Linked DNA regions of Mus musculus: region 2 is linked to region 1. The links are chromatin contacts, called in public Hi-C maps. All regions are on one chromosome and are shown on one strand. The core of a region is the stretch at or near the end of the contact, and the rest is flanking DNA. Distances in the headings are between cores, read along the strand shown.

The links. A called contact is a pair of places that touch in the nucleus more often than the background predicts.
Region 2: a Hi-C map of cortical neurons shows a contact between it and region 1, with 1.8 times the contacts expected there. The contact joins two enhancer-like sites. A contact is called at or near these places in 2 of 15 datasets of contacts at CTCF or cohesin (both in embryonic stem cells), 9 of 484 Hi-C or Micro-C datasets (cerebral cortex, cortical neurons, embryonic stem cells and 1 more) and 6 of 115 datasets of contacts at active chromatin or transcription factors (embryonic forebrain and embryonic stem cells).

What each region holds. Positions count from the first base shown.
Region 1 is chr6:85,154,743-85,161,712 of GRCm38.p6, reverse strand. It overlaps the pseudogene Spr-ps1. Among named protein-coding and RNA genes, the nearest start is that of Gm33200, 7.6 kb to the left of the region's middle. Within about 2 kb of position 2,427, at least 13 of the 459 cell types and tissues checked have an H3K27ac peak or open chromatin away from gene starts, as enhancers often do. A contact at or near this core is called in cortical neurons, where this site is marked.
Region 2 is chr6:85,278,315-85,285,284 of GRCm38.p6, reverse strand. All of the region lies in intron 6 of Sfxn5 (sideroflexin 5), which reads left to right. Among named protein-coding and RNA genes, the nearest start is that of Sfxn5, 52 kb to the left of the region's middle. Within about 2 kb of position 4,219, at least 17 of the 459 cell types and tissues checked have an H3K27ac peak or open chromatin away from gene starts, as enhancers often do. A contact at or near this core is called in cortical neurons, where this site is marked.

The DNA of each region.
Region 1 (6,970 bases), core at 1,178-3,677:
TTCCTAAGGGACAAAAGGGACAGGGGGAGAATATCTGGGGTGGAAAGTGACTCAGTCCTCCTAGGGTGAGCTCTATGATGTCTCAGAGAAGCCCAGTCCAGCCAGTCCCTGCCTCCAAACTACAGAAAGAAGACAGGTGAACAGGGCAAGGATGACCCCCTCCCCTTCCTCTATTCAAATCTCCCTCATTTAGCCCCTCCCTCCACTGGGCCCCAGGGGAAGGCTTGGAGGGATTCTCCACTCAGTTATTCAGCATGCTATCAGGGAGCTTCTAGTCCTATGCCCATCTTGATAGCACACCAGGTCATTGAGATGTAATTCCTATTGAAGAGCTGTCACCCTGGGGTGTCTCCTCTCTGGTGACTGGGGAGACCCACTGCTCACCTCCCTCAGTCTGAATGAAGGACACAGCTAGGTTCTCCCAGCATGTTCACACAGGGGTGTGCCCCCATGGCATGTGAGTCCAAATTGCTGGACACACATTAGCACGTTAAGACCATGGTCTTCAGGGAATGATTTGGGTGGAGCCAGAAGGCACTGTCCCAAGGCCCCAGTGTCCTTATCATGAGACAGGAGACTCGGGGGATGAATCATGTCCTAGGAAAGTGATCTGGAGTCAGGTGTTTAGGTGGCACTGATACCCCCAGGTTTGATGAGAACTCACACCTGCTTTGCTGTGGGGCATGTGGGCATATTCATGGGAGAAGTTCCTGACCAATCAGAGCCCAGCCGGTTCCATTTCTGGGTAGAGATACCACAGTTCCATGGGGGTAAGCCTAAAACACTCCCACCCCCTCCCCAGCTCCTCAGGACATAGCTTCTAGGCCTCAGCTCAGACTATTAAACCCAAAATGACCCAGCTCAGTGACAACAAAGACAAAGAAAAGCCGTGTTTGCCTTTTGGCTAATCCACAGTCCTGCTCACCCCTGCAGCTGGACTCTGTGCATGTGCAGGCATGTATTTATGTATGTGCTTGCATGGGTTAATTGTTAACATGTGGGTTGACTAAGGCCAGGCTATGAACTCTAGGAGACAGATGGTTAAGGCCCTGGCAGCCAGCATAAACGTTCCAGTTCTGAGAGTTGTACTGTAGACATGAGCTGAATCATGGGCTGGAATTGATGCTGGAGAAATCCCAGTGGGCAGAGTTGGCTGCAGGTCACTAGGGTGGCCATGGGACCTCCTAAGAAGAGTCACTCTATTCCTTTCTGACCTCCTTCAATCCTTTGGGTACCCCTGAGGATAGAACAAGGAAGCTCTTAGGACATGAAACCTCTGCATTCAGAAGATGTGAGAAAGTCTGCCACCTTGTGGAGACAGGCGGTACTCCTCCCTGAACTGCTGATCTATCATAGAGAAAGTCAGGGTGACCTCACTAGGGTTTGGGTTGGTGCTGGATGCTTCACACCCTTAACTGCCACTTCTCCTGGAAAAAGCAAGAGGCCTTGGAGGAACTCGTGTGCCTCCAGAACAGAAGGCCACCCTAGATTAGCCCACCTACTTGCAGAAGACAATACAATACCAATCCCCTATGCAGCAGGGCCGTTCTGGAACAGAGGTTTGCAGAATAAAACCGGAATGAAACAGAACAGGGATTTCTTTGTCATGAGGAAACAGAAGTTCAGAGAAGGGTGGGGACCTGCTCAAGACAAGCATGGGAATGTCTAGGCTCTGGAATCTTATGTGTTCTCCTACTGGTCTGAGAGAAGCTATCCAGATGGAACCTTGGTCCCCTTGAAGACGCTGACACAGGAGCAGAGCAGTGTGTGAGAGATCTTGCTACAGGGCAGCAAGGGCAGGGCACCTGGTCTCTTAGAGAGAAGGCTGTGTGTGATGTCACAAGGCAGTAGTGGAGGTGGTAGTGTAGCTCAGTTGGAAGTGTTTACCCATGCATGAAGGACTGGCCTCCATCCCCACCACTGCATAAACCTAGGCATGGTTGTGCATGCCTACAATCCCTGCCCTTGGGTGGACGCAGGAGGATCAGTAGCTCAGGGTCATTTTACAGTTTGAGGGCAGCCTTAGCTACAAGAGGCCTTGCCAGAAATAAAAGAGGCAACAACTGGGTTTTGTCAACCCTGGGGCATTCAGTGCCAAACACAAAACACCAGCCTACTCTGCACTCATGACGACCCTTTGGGATGGGAGCTATGATTTAATTAAGTGTGCTATAATGATCAGTCTTTTCAGAGGCACAGAGCAACTGGCTGTGGGTTACAGCTTGTAAGCAGCAACCCAGGGGCCTGAGCTCAGCCATTACCATTCCAGAGACTCCACTGGGAAAGGGGATAGAAGTCACCTAACCCCTTCCACCTTGGGGAATCCTGCAGGACCTGCACAATAGAGGCATAGCCTGAAGGAAGGACAGGCCCCACCTTTCCACGTTGCACAGCCCCAGTCCGCCCTCTGCTGGGCACAAGGAGAGTCGGCGGGTTCTTTTAACAAGCAGATGCAGAGCAGGGCTGTCATTTTGTTGTTTGTTTTTGATGCCTGGGGACTGTATGGCCCTTGTCAAGTGTGCCAAGAGGCTGGCTGCAGACCAGTCCTACTGAGTGTCCAACCCATGACTGTGGACTGCACAAGAACCAGAGCCCTCAGCATGACTGTCTTAGTCAGGGTTTCTATTCCTGCACAAACATCATGACCAAGAAGCAAGTTGGGGAGGAAAGGGTTTATTCAGCTTAAACTTCCATGCTGCTGTTCATCACCAAAGGAAGTCAGGAATGGAACTCAAGCAGGTCAGGGAGCAGGAGCTGATGCAGAGGTCATGGAGAGATGTTCTTTACTGGCTTGCCTAACCTGGCTTGCTCAGCCTGCTCTCTTATAGAACCAAGACTACCAGCCCAGAGATGGTCCCACCCACAAGGGGCCTTTCCCCCTTGATCACTAATTGAGAAAATGTCTTACAGTTGGATCTCATGGGGGCATTTCCTCAACTGAAGCTCCTTTCTCTGTGATAACTCCAGCTGTGTCAAGTTGACACAAAACTAGCCAGTACAACGACCTTCATGGATCCTGGCTCTCCTTTCCTGAAGGCCTGTTGGTCCTGAGTCTGTACCACAATAGGCCAAGGGCCACAGGGACAGTGCCAAGAGGGCTTTTCATGAGAGCTGGGTCCTTTTCATAGCACCACCATGTGGGCAAGGTGTGAAGTGGCTATCAAAGCACTCACTCACTGCTACTTTCTAACAAGCTTTGTCACTTTTACTTGCATTTCTGGAAAATGTCTCCTGTTTGCTTATGGGATTGTGAAACCTCCTAAAATTTAATGGCATTTTAGGGGCAGAAAAATCACAAGGCCTGGAAGAGCACTTGGCTAACATTTGAATGTCCTCCAGCCAGATCCTCCGCTGTTCCTCTCGCTCTCTTGTATTTTGAGACACTCTCTTGGAGCCCATGCTGGCCTCTAACTTGCTGTGTACTCAGGGCTGACTTTGAACTTCTGCTTAATTCTCAGCTGCTCTGCCTTGCCCCGTTTTATCTCCTTGAGCACCACTGGGCAGAGGCTTGCTATCTTTCCTAACAGACATCTCCATCTTTGTAACCTGTTAGAAGATTCTTCCAGAGACTGAAATGAGAACTAGGCTGGCCCTGTTGTCTCCAGGCTCTGGGGGAGGTTCTCAGTTCCTCCATGAAAACTGAGGCAGCCTCCAGAGAGCTAACTTAGCTCTGGGCCCTTCTGGAACTGGCTCCCCTCCTGGCTGTGGTTTACACGTGATCGCTGCTGTCTGAAGGAGCCTAGGCTGAGCTCAGAGCAGGTGAGCTGGATATTGGAACAAGAAATATCTTGCATGTGTGCATAGGGCAGGTGCTACATGAGATGAGGAAACATAGTATAGATCAAGAAGTTAGAGGCAAACTTGGATCCTGGTCCTGCCTCCCTCCAGCGTTAGACAGACCATTTTGCCTGTGTCTCCAGAATCCTGTCCTAGTCCAAAGAGGTACAGACAATTGGATCTCACCCCTTAGCTGCTCATTCTATTACATGTTGCTACCTTTTAAGCAGAAATCACAAGTTTAGAAGAAAGGCACAGTGGCATCTTAATAGGCTAGAGGGACAAGACAAGGTCTCAGAAGTCCTCGTACCCTAAATGTCCATAAGAACAGCGGCCCTGTCTTCTCCATGCTAGCACCCTCTGCATTCCACTCAGCGTCCAGCACGGCTCAGCCTGAGGTGCTCACCACTATCTCTTTGCTTGTCTTTGAACATTCCATGTGTCCATCCTCCATACAGCTTTATTGGGTGTCGGGCACACATGGAGGAACAGTATGTGTCCCTTGAGGGACAAAAGCAGACAGCTGAACATATAAAGGCATTTTGTCTTTTTAGTTTTAGTCTTAATGCATTTTATGTGTCTGGATGTTTATCCCACCTGCTAATCGGACAACTCCTGAGGCTGAGTACCTCGGCCCCTGACTGCTCCAACTTCTTGGGAGTCTGTATTTTTCTTACGAAGTGAGGAGTCATTACCAGAGGTGTTAGGGGCCCAATAGTTTTTGGATTCTTTACTGAGAATATAGATCAGGTTCCCCCTCCTTGCCCAGCCCCCAGAAAGGTGCCATGGACCACCCCAGTCGTGTATGGGTGTCCCTGGAATGAGGGTCCTTGAAGCTGGGTGGGTAAGGATTCGGTGGTGACAAACAGAAACAAACACAGAGGCAGTTTGATTCTGGGTGTATTTTGCAGCTCTCGAGCAGGGGATTTTATACATTAAAAAAAAAAAACCAAACATTACATCGCTTCGAAACTATATCCAGTGAGACAATCACAAATATCAACAAAAATCATTTAGCACAATAAAGCACAAAAATCATCCAAGCATTACAACTCTGAAACTATGTATTCAGTGAATCACAAACAGAACAGGTAATATCATTATAAATCATCAAAATATAACAGTTCTAAAGGGATGTATTCAGTGGGGGCTGTCGTCCAAGGCTTGTGGCATATTTCCAGGAGCAGGTTAATAAATTTTTAATGGTCAGTGCTCTTAACTGCTGAGCTAACCCTCCAGCCCCATGGTCAATTATTATTTAACATCTAATGCCTCATTTTTAAAAAAATCTTCAACACGTAAATTTAAACTATTTTAATTTTTTTCTAATTAAGGCTTTCTTTACCATATACCAAAACCCACCTCTGATGACACACATATGAAATTTTACTGTTGGGAAAGTTGGGGTTTTTTTGTTGTTGTTGTTGTTGTTGTTTCTTTTTGAGACAGGGTTTCTCTGTATAGCCCTGGCTGTCCTGGAACTCACTTTGTAGACCAGGCTGGCCTCGAACTCAGAAATCTGCCTCCCTCTGCCTCCTGAGTGCTGGGATTAAAGGCATGCCCCACCACGCCCGGCTGTTGGGAAAGTTTTTATCTATCATCATAGTTTTGTAAATGATTTACAAAGTAAAGTGTTGGCTTCCCTGGGGATAAGGTCCTGTAGTGACCTTATCTCTAGGGATGGTTTCTGACCCATTATTCTCACTTAAGATCTTGGTCTAGGCTATCAGAACATGTAAATAAGAAAAGGAATAAGAAAAAACAAAACAGATAGATCACCATGAGAACTACAGCTCAATAATTTTTTCTCCGGCAAAGAGTTCCATAATGGCTTCCAGGAGGCCTCCCCATTTTGAGGTCAATCTCCTCACTCTGTGGCACTTGTCACACAGATCCTATTGGAGGTGGTGTGGCAGAAAGGTACCAGCTAAGTCTAGGGACAGCACTGTCAGGAGCACCCACCTACCTGGAGCATAGCTCAGCACCCGCACACTCAGTTCCTCAGCAGCCAGGACCTGGTAGAGCATGTCTCGGGCAGCCTTCCCCGCACAGTACAGACCCCAGCCCTTGTAGGGCTGCAGGGCACACAGAGATGAGATGTTAACCACAGTCTTGCTCAGGCCAGGGCTATCCCGGAAGGCATTCAAGGTGCCGGAGGTCAAACAGAACATGGAGGTCAGGTTCAGAGCCCAGTAGTTGTTCACCTCAGCTAGGTCATTCACGTTGAGGAAGCCTTTGGAAACATCCCCAAGAGTGGCTGAAAAACAAAAACAAAAACAAACAACAACAACAAAAAAAAAACAGGACCAAAGAAATGGCACAACTGGGGCGCTCTTCTTCCTCAGCCTTCCTCAGTTCCTCCCCATAGGCGTTTGCTATCCCTCTGCCCCAGCTCTGCAGACACCCCTAATGCAAGCTAAGACTACTCCTGAATGCTCTTTAGTAAAGCAGAGAGATTTGTTCAAAAAGTCTTGACTCACACACCCGCCAGGAGGCACTGTCACTCATCAGTGACACTGGTACACCCTCTTGGACTTTGGACTTTTGCGAACTTGCCCTCCTCTTACCCAAAAGGCGATGAGGTGAGAGCTCGCAGCCGGGGTCTGGACCGGAGTCTCACCTGCGTTGTTGATGAGCAGCAGGCGCTGCAGCCCCTCGGGCCTCGGGAGCTCAGCATCGCGCTCAGAGGCAACCGCTGCATGCCGGCCTCGGTGCCCGCAGCTGCCAGAGTGGTGTGTGGAGCGGGTGCAGGCCCGGCTGCTGCGAGCCCAGCTCCTCCTTCAGTTGCCACAGCACGAACTCACAGCGTGCGTTTAGGAGCATCACCGAACCCGGTAACTGCAACCGGGCTAGCTGCGGGGCCAGGGCGGGACAAAAGCCCCAGGAGGCCCCGGTCAGCACGCACACAGCGCTTCCCAGCCTGCCACACTCTTTGTCTGGAGCTCAACTTCATGGGCTGCTACCTAACCAGCGTGGGGCGGAGCCTATCCTTGGCTTTGGACAGTGGAAGTTCAGGCCAGCATCCACTCGTGTTTGGGTGAAAAAAGTGACGAATAGCCAGGGAGCCATGGCTCAGCAGGAAATCCCAGTCCCCTTCCTAGTGCTTCTAAGTTCCCCTTGAACGCCACTCCCATAAGTTCAGCCCCTTTCTCAATTTCCACCCTGTTCCAGGATCAGCTTCCCCCTCCAGGGT
Region 2 (6,970 bases), core at 2,970-5,469, 120 kb before region 1:
ATTTTGGGACATTGTCTTTTTATTGAGATGGTTTGACTACATAGCCCAGGCTAGCCTCAAATTCCTAGTCTTCCTGTGTCAGCCTCCCAAGGGCTGAGATTATGGCCCTTTGTCACCAAGGCTGGCTCTTTCTCTAACCTTTACCTCTATACCGGCCACTTTTTTTTGGAGTTGATTTGAACCCTTATTTGTCTCAAATGCCCTGACTGTTTGGTTCTGTGTTTGGCTAATGCTCTTTTGAGTAGCATTTGGACCATCCACGGCCTGCATCTTTGCTTTGCAGGCAAAGTCTTTTTCCCCTTTCAGGCGTAAACAATGTATTTGGCTAAAATGTGTTTTCTTTTGTAAGTAAATTTTTTTCCATTTCTTTGGGAATCATTTGATATGTTTTTTTTTTTCTTATCTTTGGAGTTCAAAAATATCTCTAGGATTAAAGGGAAAAAGATGTATATTTTATACAAGAAATATATGAATATGTTCTTTGGGATTCAAAAATACTACCAAGAGTTTTTTTTTTTTTATAAAGAATATTTTAATGCTGGGCATGGTAGCACATGCCTGTAATCTCAGCATTTTGGAGATGGGGATGGGAAGATCAGAAGTTTAGGGCCAGCTGCAGCTATATAGAGTTCAAAGCCCTAAGATATGTGAGCCTTTGCCTAATAATTATTAAAATTTAAAAATAAAATATTTAAGCAGGGCGTGGTGGCGCATGCCTTTGATCCCAGCACTTGGGAGGCAGAGGCAGGTGGATTTCTGAGTTTGAGCCCAGCCTGATCGACAGAGTGAGTTCCAGGACAGCCAGGGCTACACAGAGAAACCCTGTTTTGAAAAAAACAACAAAAAAAATTTTTTTTACATAATTAGTACATGAACGTCTTCTTAGCTTTGAATTCAACCAACACAAACAGAAGCGCAGGTCCTTAGGGTACACTCCAGGTCAGCACAGTGAGATCACATCTCAAAAAGAAAATGAAATAGGAAGAAAAAGAAAAGAAAAAGGAAAGAAAAGAAAAGAAAAGAAAGGGAGAAAGAAAGAAAGGAAGGGAGAAAGGAAGGAAGGAAGGAAGGAAGAAAAAAGAAAAGAAAGAGAGAGAGAGAGAGGAAGGTAGGTAGGTAGGTAGGTTTCAGTTGGTAGAGTGCCCATCATAGTAGCTCAGGTGGGCCAGGTAGCTGAAGATGACTTTGAGCTTCTGATCTTCGTGCCTTTGACTCCAGAGCTCTGAAATAGAGGCATGCATTGCCACAGCCGGTTCATGTGTTTCTGGGGCTGCAATCAAGGTTTTGTGTATGCGAGCCAAATACTCTACTAACTGAACTACATTTCTGGCCTGTTATTCTTTAAGCAAGTATTTTTATTACTGGGTTTTTTTGGAGGGTGGGTGGGTAATGTGTGTTTGCAGCATGGTACACAGATGGAGTAATTTCTCTCCTTCTATGAGTTAGGTTCCAAAGTTCGAACTCAGGCCCTGGGTCTTGGCAGCTGCAAGCTCCTTTACCACTGAGCCATGCTTCTAAGGCCCCAGCCTGCAATCCTTTGATTGCTCATTCTTTCCTTCTAATGAAAGCATTTAAGCTGTATGTGCCTTTAGAAGATATCACTATTGTGTATTGTCTTGTATATAGATACATAATGTAACCCTATGCTATTGTTTTCCAAATAAGTTGGAAAATATAATTTTGAATCCTTCTTAGTTGAGATTTTTAAAAAGGTTTCTTTTTTAGTGTGTGTGTGTGTGTGTGTGTGTGTGTGTGTGTGTGTGTGTGCGCGCGCGCGCATCATGTGTCTGGATGGCCACAGAGGCCTGAGGTGTCAGACTTTCAGAATTCCCTGTAGCTGGGGGCACAGGTGATTGTTAGCCACTTACTAAGATGCTGGTGTGTGCTCTTAACCACTGAACCACATCTCCAGCACCAGGATTTATTTTATTTTTAATTATGTTCTTATGTATGGATTTGCACATGTATGTGCAGGTATGTGCAGATGCCAGAAGAAGGCGTGGGATCCCCTGGAGCAGGAGTTATAGGAGTCTGTGAGCTGCCTGGTGTGGTGCTGGGAACCAAACTTAGGTTCCTGCTGAGCAGCCCCTGCTCTTAACTGCTGAGCCCTCTGCAGCCCCTTACTGTGATTAAATGACTCCTTTTAAAATACTGTTAATTTATTGTTGTTATTATTTTTATAGCTTAATCTTATTTTCAGAGACCATGACCTCTGTAATTATGTCATTTAAAACATATTGTGCCTGGGCTTTTTGTGGTGGTGGTGGCATAACTGTTATCAGTTATGTGTGGGATCATCTGCATAGTATAGAAAATTCAGAGTAATCGTGGCTTAGACAATGGTATTTCTCTTGAATGTCAAAGAAGCTTGGATGTGGTCAGAGCTGCCCAAGGCCATCAGGAACCCGGCATTCTGCTGTCACCATTCATTCTGCTATCACTGTTCATTCTGCTGTCACCGTTCATTGTCAGTGATTGTTTCTATTGTCCATGTCACCTCGAAGCTCACATGATAGCTGCTGGAACGATCATATCATATGCACATTTCAGAGAGGAGAAAGAGGGAAGAATGAAATATCTCCCAATGGAGTCATCTATTTCCGCGGATCTTCTTGGGAGTCCCATATAACAGTGGCATTTCATGGGGAATTAAGCTATTATATAGTTGACTCTCAATCATACAGATTTTTATGAATGAGAAAGAAGGGTAGAATAGTTAATAGGTAGGCATATCAGGGTCTACCAGAGTCATTTTTATGTTTGCGCATGTGTCTCAGTGTGTGTGCATATGAGTGTGTATGTGTAGGTCAGAAGACAACCTCAAGTGTTGTTCTTGGGTGTAATTCCTCTCGTTTTTTGACATGGGGCCCCCACTGGCTGGGCACTCACCAAGCAGGCTAGGCTGGCTAGTGAGCTCCAAGAATCCTCTTGTTTCCAATCCCCCTGTGCTGAGACAAGCATGTGTCTTTTTTAAAAGTGGGTTCTGGTGGGCTTGAACCCAGGCCCTCATGCTTATAAGGCAAGCACCGCACTGACTGAGCCATCTCTTCAGCTCTGACATAATAATTTTATAAACGTTTACGTTGATAGATCATTTGGCAATATTATCAAACCAGAGACCTGGGCATCTGAGCTGGCCACTCACAGGTGGATACAGGCTCAGGACCCACTGAGTGCCTAGATAGATTGTTAGCCAAGTCAGTGACTGCTCTCCCGGAACAAATCAACAAAACAAAGGTCCCGATTTATAAGTTAACAAGTCAGCCTCGCTCTGTTTCGTTGTGGTGATTTTGTATGTTTTGAGACAGGGTTTAACCGCAGAGTGCTACTGAGGTGCCCCGCTCACACCCCAGACAAACCCAGTGTTTCAGGAAACTGTGGCCCTGTCGGTGTCCAGGCTTTGGATGCTGATCTCCTTTGCTGTGAGCTGGGCACTGTGAAAGCAGATGTGTTGAGTGGCCTCAGAGCCCGTGACCAAGGGTCTCTGAGTTAGCACACAGTGTGGAGACGGCACACCTCAGAGCAGCAGCGTGGTCTCCCCACGGAAGCAGAACAGGCAGCATGCTGAGACATGATTTCCCAGTAGACAGCTCAGCAGCTGACCTGCTTCTGAGTCCCAGAGAGCCGTGTCCCAAGATTCAGAGCAGTGGGTCAGAGGTGAGTCTCCACTTGAGCCTGAGGATATGGCAAAACCAAAGCCATCCATCCCTGTGCTCAGACATGGCAAGCAACGCGACAGTTTACAGGTCCCACCCTTGACTCCGGCCACCACCAGATTAAAACCTCACCTTATATGGAAGGAGCATGACTGTTCCCCAGCATTTGCAGCCTGGCTCCCTTCAGCCACAGGAGCTCCTCTAAGGTCCTGCTGTTGCCTGACAAACATCCCTGAACATTCCTTTGTTACTGGTCCTAAAGGGGCTGGAAGGTTCCAGTCCACACCTTCATGAAGCCCCTGGTCAGAGTGAGTAAGAAATATACTCGAGTAGAAGCCACTGAAAACGCTTACCGAAATAGAAACGAGGGTGCCAGCGAATGTGCTAGGAACTGGGCCCCTGAGTGATGAAGGGAAGGGGCGAGGAAGGCTGGCAGGTGCCTCAGCTGAGAAGTTTGTAGATTGTCACATCCAAGCAGCCTCCTGCCTACACGAGCATCCCTGCTCGACCCCATGCCCTCCTGCTTACCCTGAGCGTAACCTCACTCTTACCCCAGGGCTCGGAGGGACGAGCTGGTTCTCTCACAGGCACGGGTGCCAGTTTAGTCAGCAGATTTCACAGATCCACTGGCACCCGTGTCGGGGCTTATTTTAAGCTTAACATTTAAAGATGGGAACTTTCCCCCACTTTCGTGTGTGGCAAAAAGATCCCAATTTGTACAGAAGCGCGGATGCTAAGCCAGGGTGTCCAGGCCACTTCTGCGGCTGCTGTGGCCCAGTCTCCATCCTTTCAGGGTCCTCTAAGAAGCCCCCACCATGGGGGTGCTTCCTCCAGTCAATTCCTCTTTCCTCAGCTTCCCACTGTCATGTGGCACACTGTCCTTCCCATGAGCCCATAGTAGAAGGGGCAGGACTTTCTACCCTGGGGTCTGTTCAACTCTTCCTCCTGTGCCCTGCCAGCCTCACGTGCCAGGAGCTCAGCGCCTCGTGGTCTGTGCTTCCTGGGTTCATTTGTATCTCCCTTCTCATCTCTGCACTTCCGTCCAGTCTGGAGGTTTCAAATCTCAGAAGGATGAAGGACGCAGACCATGAGCCCCAAGTCAGTGGGTCTGATGCCCTGTTTATTTGTTTGTTTGTTTGAAAAAAGCCTGGTCTAAGCTCACTAAGTAACTGAGGACCTGTGAACTTCTGATTCTGCTGCTCCATCTCCCAAGTGCTTGGATTTCCGGTGTGCATTGACACACAGGGTTCATGCAATGCTGCACATGGAACCCAGAGCTTTGTGCGTGCCACACAAGCACTATAGCAACTAAGCTACCTTCCTGGCCACAGAGTCTAACTTTCTTGTGACAGTATAGGCTTGGCTTACATACACAGTCTCAGCTTTCTCTTATTGCTCTGGATGCCCCCATGAGTATAGAAACCCCAAGACTCAGAAGGTATTCTTGAGGTCACCGAATCGCTACTGTAATGGAGAGGTGAGGGTTTACTTTCTATCAGGTTTGAGGGTTTGTCCGTGTCCCAGGGCTTTACAGACATGCTGAGTCCTTCTTAACACAAGCCACTTTCTCCTGTCTCCTAATCCTCATTCCAGCTCATCGCTGCCCACCTCCAGAGCCACAAATAACGATCATTTTGGCCCCATCCATATCATGAGAGAGGTGTCAGTCCAGTTAAAGCCAGACGCCACTAACCAGGGTTAGTCTTGACAAAAGCCACTTCTGGAGACGCCTGCAGCCTTTAAACCCACAGGTCAGGTCATAAGACCTTTGGGGAATCAAATGACCCTTCACAGGGGTCACCTAAGTGCATCAGAAAACAGATATTTACATTACGATTCAGAACAGTAGCACAATTACAGCAGTTAGGAAGTAGCAGTGAAAATAATTTTATGGTTGGGGGTCACTGCAACCCGAGGAAGTGTATGGAAGGGTGCGACATTAGGAAGGCTGAGAGCCACTGCTTTATACAGTAGTGACACCGACACACCAAAGTGTTGCTTTTCAGATCCTTGGCCATATGAATCAGAAGGTGGAGGCAAAGCACAAGGAAAAAAAACCTAGCGAATTGTTGGGTGCCCCAGCTATGGCAGGTCTGTGAGAGGCACCGTTGAGGATGTGGGGTGGCATGGGGGTGGTAAGGAAGGGAAGGTATCAAAAGTCAGGTTCTCCCCTGTGAGGGTTGCTAATGCCCTCTGGCTGTTGAGGGCGGTTCTTGGGAGCCAGACTGTCAACCTGGAGCCAGCTGAGGTGATGTAAGGAGATGGAGAGGGTGATGGGAACCTGCAAAGGAACTGAACCTCGACCTGATTGGAGAGCCCAGTAATGGGGTGGGCGCTGAGGATAGTTATTCCTATCGTTTTCTCCTCAATTGGGATAATTTGGTGGTACCCTGTGGTGAAGCTCAAAAATGTTTCACCCCCCCGCCAATAGGTAGATCTTGTGTGTGGGGGGGGATGGGGGTGGGGGGGACATGCATGTGCTGGTGTGTACTCATGCGTTTGGAGGCCAGAGGTCAACATCAGCTGTCTTCCTTGTTTCACTCTGAGACAGTGTCTCTCCCTGAACCTGGAGCTCACCAGTTGTCTAGACTGGCTGGCCAATGGGCCCCAGACTCCTCCTGTCTCCTCCTCAACGATGGGATGACACACCCAAGCTGATGCATCCAACATTTTTTAGTGCTGGGGTTGGGGGTGTGTGTGTCAAACTCAGGTCCTTATGCTTGCCCCCCCCCTAGATTTGTTTATTCCTATTTCATGTGTTTTTTCCTGCATGCATATGCATGCACTGCCTATAGAAGTCCTAAGATGGCGTCAGATCCCTTATAACTGGAGTTACAGGCAGTTGTGAGCCACCATGTAAGTTCTGGGAACTGAAGGCAGGTCTTCTGAAAGAACAAGTGTGCTTAACCACTGAGACATCTCTCCAGCCCCCTACACACACACACACACACACACACACACACACACATGCATATGTGTGTGTATTTATGTATGTATTATGTATGTATTATGTATGTATATGTTGTGAGCACTATACAAAGTCCTCATCTGAGAGTGCTGTGGGAAGGAGCAAGGCTTAGGGGCTGCCCAGGTGGCTCTGAGGCCAGTTCTTGGTGCCTTGCTTGGCCTGTGCTCTCCTCCACCCCTGACTTCAGCAGCTCAGGTGACACTCTCAGCCAGAAACCTGGGATGTTCAAGGTGTTGTTTTCCCAGGTTAGGGCTTGTTTGGGCTCAGGAGATGGCTCACTGGCTAACAGCCAGTGCTGGCGGCTTGTCCAGGGAACCTGAGTTCAGTTCCCATCACCCACACCGGT